Linked DNA regions of Zea mays: region 1 is linked to region 2. Evidence: chromatin contacts called from public Hi-C data. All regions are on one chromosome and are shown on one strand. Each heading gives the region's core, a stretch centred on a gene start, on an enhancer-like site or on the middle of the called end of the contact. The rest is flanking DNA. Distances are from core to core; before and after follow the strand shown.

Region 1 (7,514 bases), core at 2,133-4,632, 72 kb after region 2:
TTGTCTACTTTATAAAAAAATTCATCTATAAACTTTTGCATCATTTTTAAAATCAGTTATGTTCCTACAGAAGTCGATGCCATCTGCAAATGAGGATGACACAAATGACAACACCAATGTGAATGCAATTGAGAGGGTTATGCATGAAAGTGCCGCAGCTGCTGTTCAGATTGAAAATGAGTCCCAACTGGAAAAAATTCATCCACCAAAGTCAGGCGCTCAAAGAGGAAGACTTCAAAAATCTGGAATCATTTCAATGAAATTCTTGTTGAAGAAAAGGAGGATGACATGGTTATCAAGAAGCCAATGGCAGCATGCATATATTGTGATGATGTTCTTTCCGCGCCAAGCAACCAAGGTACCACACGCCTATGGAATCATTACTACTCATTTCATGATGAAGGCAGTGAAAAATCTAGCAGTAAAAAAATAACTTGGAAGTTTGATGAGGCTGCTAGTATTAGGAAATACTATCTTTCAATTATCATGCATGAGTATCCCATAAGCTACTGTGAACATGAGTATACAAATGATTTTATAAGGTCTTTGTGTCCAAATTTCCCAATAAAGGGTCGCAAGGGCAGCAGGACAAAGATAATGGATATATTTTATGATGAGAAGAAAATGTTGTACGATTACTTTGCCACTCTTAAATGTCGATTTAGTTGCACCATGGATGTATGGACTTCTAACCAGAATAAGGGGTATCTATGTGTGACTTGTCATTTTATTGATGGTGAATGGAAGCTACATAAAAGAATTATAAACTTTATGCATCTTGAAGGAAGGCATACAGGAGCTAATTTGAGTGCTGCATTTATGCAAAATATGGCCTCATGGAATCTAGATGAAAAATTGTTTGCATTGACATTAGATAATGCATCTTCAAATGATGTTTGCGTGGACACTATCATTTCAACTCTTAAGAATCAAGGCTCTATACATTGTGGTGGCAAGTTCTTTCATGTGCGATGTGCAGCTCATATTATTAACCTCATTGCTCGAGATGGTGTGAGCACAATTTTAGCTGTTATTGCAAACATCCGTGCATTGGTCGTTATTGTTAAGAGCTCACCATTGCAAGAAGAGACATTTTTAAAGCAAGCTGCTGACCTAGGTGTAACAGAAAGGGGCCTTTCTTTAGATGTGTCCACTAGATGGAATTCAACCTACTTAATGTTAGCAGACGCTCTTCACTTCAAAAAAGTGTTCCAAAGACTTGTTCTACTCTTTCCTGATAAATATGGTTCACATGCTCCTACAAGAGAAGAATGGGACAATGCTGCTGCATTGTGCAACTGTTTGGAGATATTTTATGAAGCCACTAAACTCCTCTCAGGGTCTCATTATCCAACAGCAAACTTATTCTTTTTAGAATTTTGTGAAATTAACCTCAAGATTATTGACTGGCTAAAAAGCAATGATAGTTTTGTTGCTTCTATGGCAAAATCAATGAAGGAAAAATTTGACAAGTATTGGGAGATGAGCAATACTGCTCTAGCTGTTGCATGCTTCTTAGATCCTCGGTACAAGATGAAAGTGGTCGAATTTTATTATTCTGAGATGTCAGAAGATTATGGATTTGATGACACATATGAATTCAAAAAGGTTCTTCAAAAGATTTATGATTCTTATGCCACTACATATGGTTCTTCTACAACCAACTGTGTCCAACAAACTGAAGGTAGAACTGTTAGAAATAGTAGAACTTCTCATTTCTTTATGGATTTAAATGAGGAGCCAAGGAGAAAAAGACTAAATTCATTTCTAAGGGACAACATGGAATTGGGCCAAGATCAAACTGAGCTAGAGCAATATAGCAAAGAACCATTGCTTAGTTGGAAAGATAGTGACCACTTTGACATATTGAGTTGGTGGAAGGCACATGGCACAAAGTATCCAAACCTTTCTCAAATGGCAAGGGACGTTTTGGCTATTCCAGCATCAACAGTAGCATCTGAATCTGCATTCAGTGCTGGAGGAAGAGTTGTTAACAAGTATCGTAGCCGTTTGGACCCTCAGGTGGTTGAGGCACTTATTTGCACCAAAGATTGGATTAGGGCTTCAAACAAAGGTATTTTCAGTGCCACATTTGTCACTACTGCATGCTGGTTTTCCCATTGCATGCATTACTCTCTGATGATATCCCCATGCGATTCTTGTATATTTATTTCAGACCCAAAAGATTTATTCTCAAACGTTGATGACTTAGCTGGTTCTGGTGTTAATGCTACACTCCAGGAAGATGGAGGTACAATATAATAACTATTTAGCTATACTTCATGCTGTTAGTTTAGTTGCACAATTTTTTTATACACATCATCATGTGTGTTGTAGGTGCTACTGATGCTGCTGAAAGCATTGTTGATGGTGACAACCTTGTTGATCTAGAAGAAAGATAGGGTTGTTCTTTCTTTAGGTGAGTCCTAATACTTTTTGAGTGTTTTCATTAGATAAATATTTCCACTTTGCTAGTATAATATTTTTTATCTAGTATAAAAAATATTGCAGAACATATTGTTGAAAATTCTCATCATTTCTTTAGGTGAGAGTGAGATGTGCTTGACTGCTTGGAGCTGGAACTTGCTGTTCTCCCACATGTTGAGTGCCTTCTATAGTGTTTCCAATGCTAGAATTGTGTTTTTCAATTTTGATTCACCTGCTGCTTATTTTGGGGCAGTGCTACTGCGGCTGGTGCTGTATTCATCGTGAGAGAAAAATACAGTAGTGTGTGGTAAAACTAGCAGCCAAATAGAATTATAATTTACAAGTGGTTGCTTTTGTATCCATCGTGAATGAGATGTACTTTAATGTGGGACTTTACATCAGTGGTTGCTGCTATTTAACTTTATCTCATTTTAACATGGTAGTTAGTTAGTTACGGTATGAAGTATGAAGCATTTATCACTCATGATTTATGTTTGTATTGATCAGAGAGTATATGTAGTACTTTGATTTTAGTTTGCCTTGGTTGTTGATGAACTCATAACAAATATTTTCTTTGTTATGATTGAATTATATGATGTTTGTAATGGATTTAACTATATAAACATCCGGGTGTGAATCCGTATTCGAGATATCCATTTTGTATTCGTATTCGATAACATTCGTATTCGTATTCGTATTCGAGTTAAAATATGGTAAATAGTGCTATCCGGATTCGTTTCCATCCGTATCCGACCGAAATCCATCCCTATATGCAGGAGCGGTTGGTGCTGTTCCAGTCTTATCCCAACAACTTCCGCCGCCATCGCAGGAACCGCCTGACTATCGCCTAACACGTGTCAGCACATCCACGTGGCATGATCCCAAGCCTCTGCCTTTGCCTCGCAACACGTGTGCCACCTCCTCTATAAATATCGGCTCTAGCGCTACGAATTACGGCTACCTCTAAACTTCTCTTCCTACTTTAACCGTTTAATGTGCCCCCTTCTTCCCGTTACGATTACCAGCGTCACCGCCAATGCCGCCGCCTCCACCAACGGGCGAACCGAAGCGCCGCCGGCTGCTATCCCTCATGGCAGTCTACCCATGCGAGAGCATCGCGCCGGCGCCTCTGTTCAGCTCGCTTCTCGCACTTGCGGCCGACTTGGCGAGCCAAGGGCTCGGCGCCGACGCCGGCGCCTTCCCTGTTCTCCGGCGCGGCTTACGGCAGGCAGTGCGGATTGCAGGCCTCCTCCTCGCGTTTCTGGAGGAGGTCCAAGACGTGTCAGTGACGAAGACGGCACCTCTGCCATCATCGGCGGTGCTGGGGCTCACGGAGCTGCACGTGGCCATGCAGAAGCTGCGGTTACTCCTCACGGACTGCGCGCGACGGGGCGCGCGGCTGTGGGTGCTCGTGAACGCCGGATTGGCCGCGTCTGAGCTCAGGGTGATTCTCGGGTCCGTCGCTGCGGCCATGGACGCGCTGCCGAAGGACGTCGTGGACGCGTCCGTGGAGGCCGGGGAGCTCGCGCGGCTCATGTCGGAGCATGCGTGGCGCGTGGCCGTGCGTCCGGACGCCAGTGACGAGCGCGCGGCGAGGAGCGTGCGGTCGATACTGGAGCAGTTCAAGAGCGGCGTCTCGCCGGACGCCGAGGACGCGAGGCGGGTGCTAGAGCACATCGGGGTTAGAAGCTGGACCGAGTGCTCCGAGGAGATTGCCTTCCTGGAGGACGAGCTGCGCACGCGGTTGGACGGCGCAGGCGGCGACAGCAGCAGCGACGCGGTGCTCATCAACAGCTTAATGGCAATCCTGGTGTACTGCCGTGTCGTGCTGTTCGACCAGACCGACGCGAATCCAAAAGCGGACGCGGCGTCACGGCCGGCGAGGTGCCCGGACTGGCTCAGACCGGAGATGTTGCAGTGCCCGATCGCGCTGGACCTCATGACGGACCCCGTGACTGTGTCTACTGGGCAGACGTACGACCGCGAGTCCATCACCCGGTGGATCAAGGCCGGATGCCACACGTGCCCGGTCACCGGCGAGCGGCTCCGCACCGCCGACGTCGTGCCGAACGCCGCGCTGCGCGGGATCATCGAGCGGATGCTGCTCAGCAACGGCGTCTCGCTTCCGGACCCAAGCAGCTCAGGGCACCGTCACGGCGCGCTCGGCAACACAGCCGTGCCATTCGGGCCGGCCGCCGCGGGCGCGGCCCGCCTCGCCGTCGCCTACGTCGTGGCCCAGCTCTCGATGGGCTCGACGGCGGAGCGCAGGAAGGCGACTTGCGAGGCCCGCAAGCTGTGCAAGCACAACATGTTCTACCGCGCGTGCCTCGTGGAGGCCAACGCCGTGCCGTGGCTGCTGTGCCTCCTGTCCTCGACGGACGCGTCCGTGCAGGACAATGCGGTGGCGTCACTCCTGAACCTGTCGAAGCACCCGCGGGGCCGGGCGGCGCTCTTCGAGGCCGGCGGCGTGGGGCTCGTGGTGGACGTGATTAACGTGGGCGCCAGGGCGGAGGCGCGGCAGAACGCGGCGGCCGTCCTGTTCTACCTGTCGTCGAACGCGGAGCACGCCGAGGAGATTGGGCGCATCCCGGAGGCCATCCCGACTCTGGTGCAGCTGATCCGCGATGGAGCGCACCGCGGGCGCAAGAACGCCATGGTCAGCCTCTACGGTCTGCTCCAGTGCGCGAGCAACCACGGCAAGGCCGTCGGGGCTGGCGCCGTGTCGGCTCTCGCGGGCCTCCTGTCCGGCGACCGGGACGACCTCGCCAGCGACGCCGTGACGCTGCTGGCGAGGCTCGCGGAGCAGCCGGCGGGCGCGCAGGCCGTGCTGGCGCGGCCGGGCCTGGTCGCCCGCGTCGTCGAGGCGCTCGCCACTTCGGCGTCCCGGTCGGGGAAGGACCACTGCGTGGCCCTGCTGGTCTCGCTGTGCCGGCACGGTGGGGACAAGGTGGTGGCCCTGCTGGGGAGGATGCCGGGGCTGATGTCGTCGCTGTACACGCTGGTGGCCGACGGCAGCCCGCAGACGTGCAAGCGGGCCAGGGCGCTGCTCAACCTGATCCACCGCCATTACGAGATGGACGGCCAGCAGCCGACGTCGGAGGTGCCCGGCGAGCGTGTCGTTCGCGTGCTATAGCCGCAGATTCCGGACCTGCCGTAAGTACAGTAAATAGGTGTAGATCTTTACGGTGTGCCATTTGAGACCATTTCTTGTTTTCTGTTCTCAGCTCGTGTTTTAGAAGAGCTGAGAACGATTTTTGCTGCTTCCGTTTTGAAGACTGCTGTAGTCACAGACACACACACAGACGCGAGAGTATAGATAAATATGTTTGCGAGCTTGAGACTTATAGCAGATAATGAAAGTGTGACAGCATGGGATTACTGTTTGCAACGCTTTCGTGTGTACATACCAGTGAAATGTTTTGGTTTGTGTTAGTAATGAGGGGATTTGAGTTAAAAATAAAACAACAGCTCACCGCCCGGCCATGCTTGGTTCGTTTTCAAAGCATGTCAAATTTAAACTTAACAGATCATCATTTTTTTTTCTGTTATTTTGGCTTGCTACCAAAATTTACTAACCTTTCATGTTTAGCTTACTAGACTATAGCAACCTTTTGTACTCAGATTTTACTTATTATTATTATTATTGACACGGCAAAATTTCCATGTGTTCTCAACAGTTTTGTTGGAAATTAAAGAACGTAAGCATGGTAAAGAACACTCAGTAGAGAACAAGGTGATGTACCATATAATTTTCATTACAACCACAAAGCCCGTCTAGCTCAGTTGGTAGAGCGCAAGGCTCTTAACTTTGTGGTCGTGGGTTCGAGTCCCACGGTGGGCGTTTTCTGTATTTTTTTGTTTTTATCGCTGTTTATTTCGTTCGTTCGCTTGTTCTCGTCCAGATTTTTTCTTTTTTGTCACTGATTTATTTGTCCGTCTAAATTAATTTCTCATCTATATTGTTTTCCGTTTCGTTTTTGTCACTAATTTATTTACAATTGGATCTATACCATTAAAAGATCCAAACTTTAGATATATACCATGGACCCTACATGTCATTGACTCATGTGGACCCACATGTAAGTGAGATAGTAATGGTATGGATCCAAAGTGGTGATCTTTTAATGGTATGGATCCAAATTCCCCTTTATTTATTCATCTAGATATTTTTCGTTTATCCGGAGCACAGCAGTGGCCTCAAGCCGTCAACACTTGTTTGCTCAGCTAACGTACTGTGGCCTGTGGGCGTTAATGATATTTCCTTTGAAAAACGTAAACGCTTCTGTCACTGACTTGTTTATCCGTCTAGATTATTTTTTCGTCTATCCCTCGGGCACAGCAGATGTGCAGCAGAGTCAACACCCCGCTGCCCTAGTTTTTGCTCAGCTGGCAACCTCACGCATAGCAGAGCTGCAGTGGAGTCCGGCCCCTGTACGCATCACAGGCAACCGATTCCTAACGCTAATCATACCTCATACCGCTGTTGCGCCCAGCACAGCAGCAGCAGCATCAACGCGGGCGACGTAAGTGCTACGATGACGACTAGTTGCTTCACACAACAGCGCTAGTCGGCAAGGCAACGAGCCCAGCCCAGCGCTGACACCGCGGGCGCGAGGTGCGTGCGTTGCCTCCGGACCTGACGGCCTCTGTGGCTCTCTGCCTCTCTGTCCTAGTGTCCTTGATTGGTGTTATTGTACAGTACTTGTAGTACTTGACCACGCCGGCGCACGTAACGTCAGCGTGCGTGCTGTGCTGGCTAGATCCACATCCACCGTTAAACAAACAAACAAACGAACCGTGTCAGCCGGCAGTAATTGGTGCTTGTCGCTTTGCTCGCCCAGCCCGTCCAATCTGCTTTGCACGCAGAGCCGACGATGACGTGCCCCGCTCTCGTGCCAGCGATCGAGCGGCCGCGGTCACGTGAACGCGCCAGGGTTAATTAGCGAGTTATATAGTTAGCGAATGGGGGGTTAGCGCCGTTGGTTATGCCTGCCTGGCATTGACTGAGCTGCGTGACAACGTGAGGTCTCTCACCTCGGAGTAGGAGGCTGCTGCTCTCGTCTCGTGATCGGATTGAAAATATGCCT
Region 2 (7,401 bases), core at 2,519-5,018:
TTTGGATTCTTCCCTTGCATCACGATGTTGTTGATCCTGATATTGCCCCTGAGGCTGCTGATTGTAAGACGAACTTGGAACTGATGCAGGTGGTTGAGGTAAGGCCCACCTAGCCGGAGAGTGACTTACTGAGGCAACTGAAGCTGTAGATTGTGGAAGTTGCTGTTGGTTGCGTACGTACTCTAGGATGTATGGAGAATAGTACGAAGCAGTATGAAGAACTTGATTCGGCTGATTCTGCCGTGCTTCAGCCTCAACTATTTCCTTCTGCTTTTGTATTGTGACTTGTCAAGTCCGTGTTGTGTGTCCCTTATCTTCTCCACATAATAGGAAGAATAATGTTCTTGGTTGAGAGTTGTATCTTCCTCCGAAGCTTCGTCCTCCTCTGCCTCTTGGGGCTGGTGGTCTGAAGGAATTCTGGTGCGTCCCTATTGATTGGGAGTTACTCTGTTACCCTTGATTTTGGTTGTTCTTGTCTTCACTTTGGCCTGGGTTGTGGATTGTTCTAACATGTCTTGGATGAAACCTTCCACCGAAGCCCCTTGTCATCTCAGAATATATGTAAGCTTACTCTCTTCTTTGCCGAAAATCATTATCGACCCTGATATACTCGTCCATTTTTTGGAGAAGGTTCTTTAGAGTTTGAGGGGTTTCCTAGCAAAATATTGTGCTGTTGGACCTGGCCGGAGCCCCTTGATCATTGCTTCAATGACAATTTCATTTGGCACCATTGGTGTCTGGGTTCTGAGCCGCAAAAATCTTCGGATGTAAGCCTGTAAATATTCCACATGATCTTGTGTGCACTGGAACAAGGCCTCAGCAGTTACCGGCTTCGTCTGAAACCTCAGAAAACTTGTGATCAACATGTCCTTCAGTTTCTACCAAGATGTAATTGTTCCTGCCCTGAAAGAGGAGTACCAAGTTTGGGCAACACTCCTGACCGACATGACGAAGGATTCGGCCATGATAGTCGTATTGCCACCATAGGATGATATGGTGGCTTCGTAGCTCATGAGAAATTGCTTCGGTCAGAATGGACATCGTACATGGTTAACTGGGGTGGCTTGTACAAAGGTGGTCATGGCACTGCATGCAGCTCTGTAGCTAGAGGAGAAGCATCATCAAAAGCAATATTGTCATGGTTAAAATCTTCATACCACATATCTCCATGGTTGGGGCCTTCGTGACGAAGGTCTCTTTGTTGTGGTCGATACCCTTGTTCAGTATCTTGTGCGATGTGTCGCATTTTATCAGTTGCTTTGTTGATCTTCTTTTGTAGCTCAGACAACCGAAGCATCTTCTCCTTGTTTTCTCCACTTGTTGGTGTATGGCTTCCAGGTTGTTGATCTCTTGATCCAGCTCCTCATCTTGTGGGGTTGGGCTAGCAGCCTTTCTTTTCTAGCTTCGGGCCTCTCTTAGGAGGATTTCGTCCTGATTGGTATCCAGAGGAGCAAGAACAGCCCCTGGTGCTGTTGTCTTCTAAGGTGGCATGACGAAGGTGGTCGTTGATGAGTTCACTGGAGGTGGGCGCCAATATTGGTCACTTGTTTCCAATTGTTATATACAATCAAAAACAAGGCAACACATTGTTAAAAAAAGATAATCAACCTTCGTCTTTAAGCAGTTATCCATTCAGAACAACTCCTTCAAAGACGAAGGTTGAGACTTAATCGGACCAGTCATAACTTAATTGCATAAAGAAGTAAAAAATGTAAAAGAATTTTCACATAACTATCTGTCTCAGATGTACTAATATCATATTTATCTTATTTTGTATAATTAATTTATAATCATACCTTCGACTCTACAAAATGGATTAGAGCGAGGTGCTTTAGAGAAAAGATTACACATAGCAATTGTCTCGCCCTTCAAAAGGTACTTTATGTAGGGCACTATTCGTCTATTTATAGAGAGTCGTACAACTTCGTACGAAATTACATTTACACCCACAAGGATTACACACAAGATTTACAAATAATACAAGGACAACATTGTCTTTTGCTTTCAGCATTTAGGATGACTCCTTCTCCTTGCATTGTCTCCCTGTGTTGATGTGACGAAGCTAGCTTCGTCCCTCCTCCAATGTACTGCAGCGAAAGTGTTCTGGTGCCGAAGCTCCTGCAATACTTGGCAACCAATGGTTAAACATGTTTTTGAGGACCTTCAAAAGACGAATGCCCCCAACAGATTCATCATCCGAGATCGTTTACAAAATTTGATTTTAAATTTAAAAACTTCAAACATATTTTTTATGACAAGATGATTTCAAATTCAAATGTTGTCAACAACAAAGTTTCATAACCTTTCAAGATCTACAACTTTTATTTTGGTGTTTTTTCATCTAAGGTCATTTGAAAAAAATCGAATTTTAATTGCGCCGCCAAGGTTGAAACCAGTGACGCGTTTATATATACACGTCACTGATGTATATGTATTAGTGACGTTATGTAAATACATGTCACTAAACAGATATGACATCTAAAGCCAGTGACACGTTTATATACACACGTCACTAATTTATATGTATTAGTGACGTGTATTTAAATACATGTCACTAAACAGATATGACATATGAAGTCAGTGACGCGTTTATATATACACGTCACAAATTTATATGTATTAGTGACATATATTTAAATACACGTCACTAAACATATATAATGTCTAAAGCCAGTGATGTGTTTATATATACACGTCACTAATGTATGTATATTAGTGACTTGTATTTAAATACACGTCACTAAATACATATGATGTCTAAAGCCAGTGACGCATTTATATTTACACGTCACTAATGTATATGTATTAGTAACGTATATTTAAATACATGTCACTAAATAGACACTTCAAATAAAAGATGTTAGTGAATCATTGCCATATTTTGCTAGTGGCACATTTTTATAATAGATGACATATGTGCACAGTTATCAGTGACACGTTTTTAAAAAGGACATCACTATGACGTGTTTTTAACCCGTGTCATAGACGCTCACATCCTCTTTAGTGACGTGTTTTTAACAAATGTCATAGACGCTCACATCCTCTTTAAACGTTTTTGACGTAGTGTATAATTCGGGAAGCATATATACACGCTCTTTGTGATCGGGTATCCTAAAACTTTGTGTACTCTTTTTTTTCCCTCTAATCTAATTGTCCTTACTAAAAGAAGAACAGGATGTTCCAAACATGGCAATGAAAAAAGACAGCTGAAAAGCGGCGCCGCTGCAAATCAATGGTACCGGCGACTAAAAAAAGAGGAGAGACTTGGTCCCAAAGAGTAGGATGTTCCAAGCATGGAGTATCGCCTGTCAATGAACAACTCACCCCCCACCATGCCCGTTCGAAATAATGCGCGACCGACGCCAGCCCAGCAGGCGCTGTTGGAATTCTACACCAAAATCCAGCGCACCCCGCGTGACAAGAGAGCGAGGCTGTTTTTACTTTTCTGTTGAAATATGTACACCATGGGAAAAGTTTCTGCGTGTTAGCAAACAGCTTGCAACGGCAGCAATCCACCAGGACACCCAAGGCAGTAGGCGGGCGATTCGCAGATCGCAACGAGAGACCCGTCGGGCGGCTAGTAGAATGGAGACCTGAGAGCGACGGAGACCTGCCCGCCCCCGCCTGCTCAAAGACAGGCAGGCGGCGCCGGCGGCAGCCAGCTCCGAACCCGTTGGATCCAGTGCACACGCGAGGCGTGCAAAAGCCGCCGTGCTGCTGCGCGTGCCGGCGCAGCCGGCCGCTACGCTACGGCCGACGTGCGCGTCTCGCCAACACACCCGAGCGCCGTGGACCACACGAGCCGGAACAAAAGCTCTCACCATCGCTCTGCGCGGACTTTACACTGCGCCCGCGTCACTTGTCGCGTACACGTACTCCACAGATGATGCGAAGCCTCAGCTGAACGTACTAACAAATTGAAAATCACATTAATCATCCAAATTATAAGCACCTGTTTGGAAAGACTTTACTTCAAGAGTTTTGGGTTTATTCTAGCTTCTTTCATCCAATCAGGTCTAGCTCTACTAGCTCTAACTTCAAAAAAAACTAAATGTCACTTTCATAAAATTCATGAAGCTCCTCAAGGGATGCTCCACAAACACTATTTTCATACTCATCATTAAGTTACACAAAAATTACCCACCATGGCACCAGTTACACAAAAACATACCACCTCGGTTCTCTCGTGACAGCCCACTAATCATCAAAGGTAACCTAGAAAACTCACACAAATCTATTGTACTACAGAAGCTAGAGTTCATGTGCAAGCCAAACACTCTTCAAACTCACCTCAACAATTTGTTGAAGTTGTTTTATACGGCCTGATTGGTTGCCGGTCTGTCGCGCGCCTGGCTAGTGCGGGCCTGGTCCCCAGCGAAGTCCATTTTCAGCTTCTCCACGCATGCAGGCTGAACAGTAAAAAAGCACTAAAGTGCATGCGCGTGTGCAGTCCGGTGGACGTGGGGCACAGCAACCAAATACCCGCTCGCACCCGATCAACGCATGACACGAGCCTGGACGGGTAGTATCTGGCAACCAATCATATAGAGTGAAGCCCAAAAACCAAAGCTAAATTTCTTAAAGTGAAGCCCTCCCACTCAAATATACCCTAAGAATCTAGATACTCTCAAGAGATTCTTACTAATCATGGTGTTTGGATCTATATATTTTTACATTGGAAATTGTGCTAACTCTCCAATATCTCCTATTATCGAGGACGGAGAGTGGATTTTGCTTTGGCTTAAGTGTCACCTCCCTGACGTGCTCAAAATTTGTTGGAACCAGACGGGGCCTTACTTTCAATAGAGCGTAGGAGTAGCAAGCCAGTCCTCGGGTCTAAAATGTGTGTGAAAATTTGGAAAAGAAGACAAATCACCGCTTGTTATATAGTGTAATAGTCAGACCCGTGCACTAATACGGTTTTTATATGTTACATAGATAGACTTCATTTTAATAAAATACAAAAATATGTGTGTTCTGTTGATTAAGTGAGTGTGAATACGAAGCCAACAACGAATGTTTGAACCATCACTTGTGCATAATTTTACCTTATTTTTGCATAAAGCAGAAAGGAAGGGTGACCCACAACGACGATAGAAATATGGTGCAGAACCATAGAAACTGGTGATTTATATATACTAACATATAGTCCGTGCTAACGCTACAATCCTACAGAGGGAGGAATTGGAGGCGGCCTCTCCGTCCCAGGATATAAGGCGTAACCACTTTTTATTCTTGTCCCACAATATAAGGTGTGCTCTCTTTATGCATATGTACATCGATACAGTGGTATAAAAGCAATTAAGTACATTTCTTGGTCTTTGAACCAAAGATGGTTACTGTTGGTTACTTGTTCTCAATAACTGTGAATAAAAAACAAGGCAACACAAATATTAAGTATTAAGCGTCTTCGTTCTTCGAAGATAATGGTCCTTAGACGAAGGTGAAGAAGAACGGATCTTCATCTCTAATAAAGATAATATTATAATGTAATATCATGTTAAACATTTATTTCATTTTCCACTTTAGAATAATGTCATAACTTGGGATACACGCTAATGAGGCACTACAACAGTTTGCTTGAAGGAAAGAATGCAAGAATGACTTTCAAAGATGAATGTCTGAACAGTACGGAGGTACTGTTCATCTATTTATAGAGAATCATACAGCTTCATATGAAATTATATTTATATCCACAATGGTTACACACAGGATTTACAAATAATACAAAAACAACATTGTCTTTTGCCTTCAGCATTCAGGATTGACATCTTCTTCTTACATCGTCTTCCTGTGCTGTTATGACAAAGCTCCTCAATACTTGACAACATATTGATAACCAATGGTTCACCGTGTTTTTGAGGACCTTCGAAAGAAGAAGGGCCCCAACAGTTATGCCTTATATACTGGGGAGGGAGTATGTATATGTTGTTCGTTGATGAGAGTCCTAGATAATTATAATATGGATATAAACTAGATTCTAATTCATCTCAGGACATCAATATGGTTATAACTTCCCGTTATATATATATATATATATATATATATATATATATATATATGGCAGGTTTAACGGGAGCCCTGGGCTTCCAATAGTTAAAGGAAGCCTAGGTCGATCATTCCTTCAACCTGGTTCAACCCAACGCACCGACTGGACCAGGCTGTCGGTTGCACCACCCGCGCCCACGTCTGTGCGCGCAAAAAAGGAATGCATGCATGAGTCAAACACGTCCCCTTGCATGCGCATAAATTTAGGAAAGATATGTATAGCAGTTTCTATTTTTAAATGCTTTATTTCCTCCATAAATTTAGGTTCGCTGCAACAGTCATGCAACTAGACTCGTAAGGACCATTTTATGATATATACTGCTACTAAATATGCTACCCTGTGTAGATAATTATGCAATTCGGTATACTGCGTAAAAATCTGTTACCAGCTGCATGCACACGAATTTATGATGAAAATTATGTGCAATGAAAGGAAATGAATTGCACGCATAGAAACAAAAAATCGTATTTAATGTTTTATTTCCTTCATAAATATAGGATCCCTCCAACAACCATGCAGCTAAACACATTAGATCTAATTTATGATATATATTGATACAAATTATACTACATGGTGTAGCTATTTATGCAATTCGTTACACTGCGTAAAAAATCTGACATGTTGTTCACTGGTGGACGCATCTCCGGGTTGGAGCGTAATAACCTTAAGTTTTGAGCATAAAATTCTTCAATTATAAGCGTAAATACCGAGCCAATGTGAGAGGTTGATAGCTCTAGTAGGTTGTTATTACGATCATATTTTTATGGCAGATCCGAAAAATATGGCAGCCGCATGCATGCGGTTATACAGATCCAAAAATTATGGCAAAATGCATGCATGAGTCAAACACATTCCCTTGCATGCGCGTAAATTTAGGAAAGATATGTGTGGCGGTTTCTATTTTAAATGCTTTATTTCAACCATAAATTTAGGATCGCTGCAACAGCCATGCAGCTAGACTCGTAATGACCATTTTATGATATAATACTGATACTAAATATGCCACACCGTGTAGATAATTATGCAATTCGGTATACTGCGTAAAAATCTGTTATCAACTGCATGCACACGAATTTATGATGGAAAGAATATGCAATGAAAGGAAATGAATTGCATGCATAGAAACAAAAAATTGCATTTAATGTTTTATTTTCTTCGTAAATATAGGATCCCTCAAACAGCCATGCAGCTAAACGCATTAGAACTAGTTTATGATATATACTGATACAAATTATACTACACGGTGTAGGTATTTATGCAATTCATTACACTGCGTAAAAAATCTGGCATGTTGTTCACTGGTGGACGCATCTCCGGGTGGAGCGTAAAAACCTTAAATTTTGAGCATAAAA

What was found. Hi-C and Micro-C count contacts between places; a contact is called where the count stands out from the background.
Region 1: a contact with region 2 is called in a Hi-C map of leaf, with 5 times the contacts expected there. The contact joins the promoter of LOC100281562 here to the enhancer-like site in region 2. A contact is called at or near these places in 3 of 25 Hi-C or Micro-C datasets (bundle sheath, endosperm and leaf).

What each region holds. Positions count from the first base shown.
Region 1 is chr7:108,552,188-108,559,701 of Zm-B73-REFERENCE-NAM-5.0, forward strand. LOC100281562 (ubiquitin-protein ligase) reads left to right here and starts at 3,383. Exons shown (of 1, transcript NM_001154481.2): 1 at 3,383-5,898. The coding sequence starts at 3,464. The coding sequence ends at 5,560. It overlaps TRNAK-CUU (transfer RNA lysine (anticodon CUU)), which reads left to right and starts at 6,196; the gene lies at 6,196-6,268.
Region 2 is chr7:108,479,598-108,486,998 of Zm-B73-REFERENCE-NAM-5.0, forward strand. No RefSeq gene overlaps it. Among protein-coding and RNA genes, the nearest start is that of LOC103634081, 18 kb to the right of the region's middle. Within about 2 kb of position 3,769, at least 15 of the 20 cell types and tissues checked have an H3K27ac peak or open chromatin away from gene starts, as enhancers often do. A contact at or near this core is called in bundle sheath, endosperm and leaf, where this site is marked.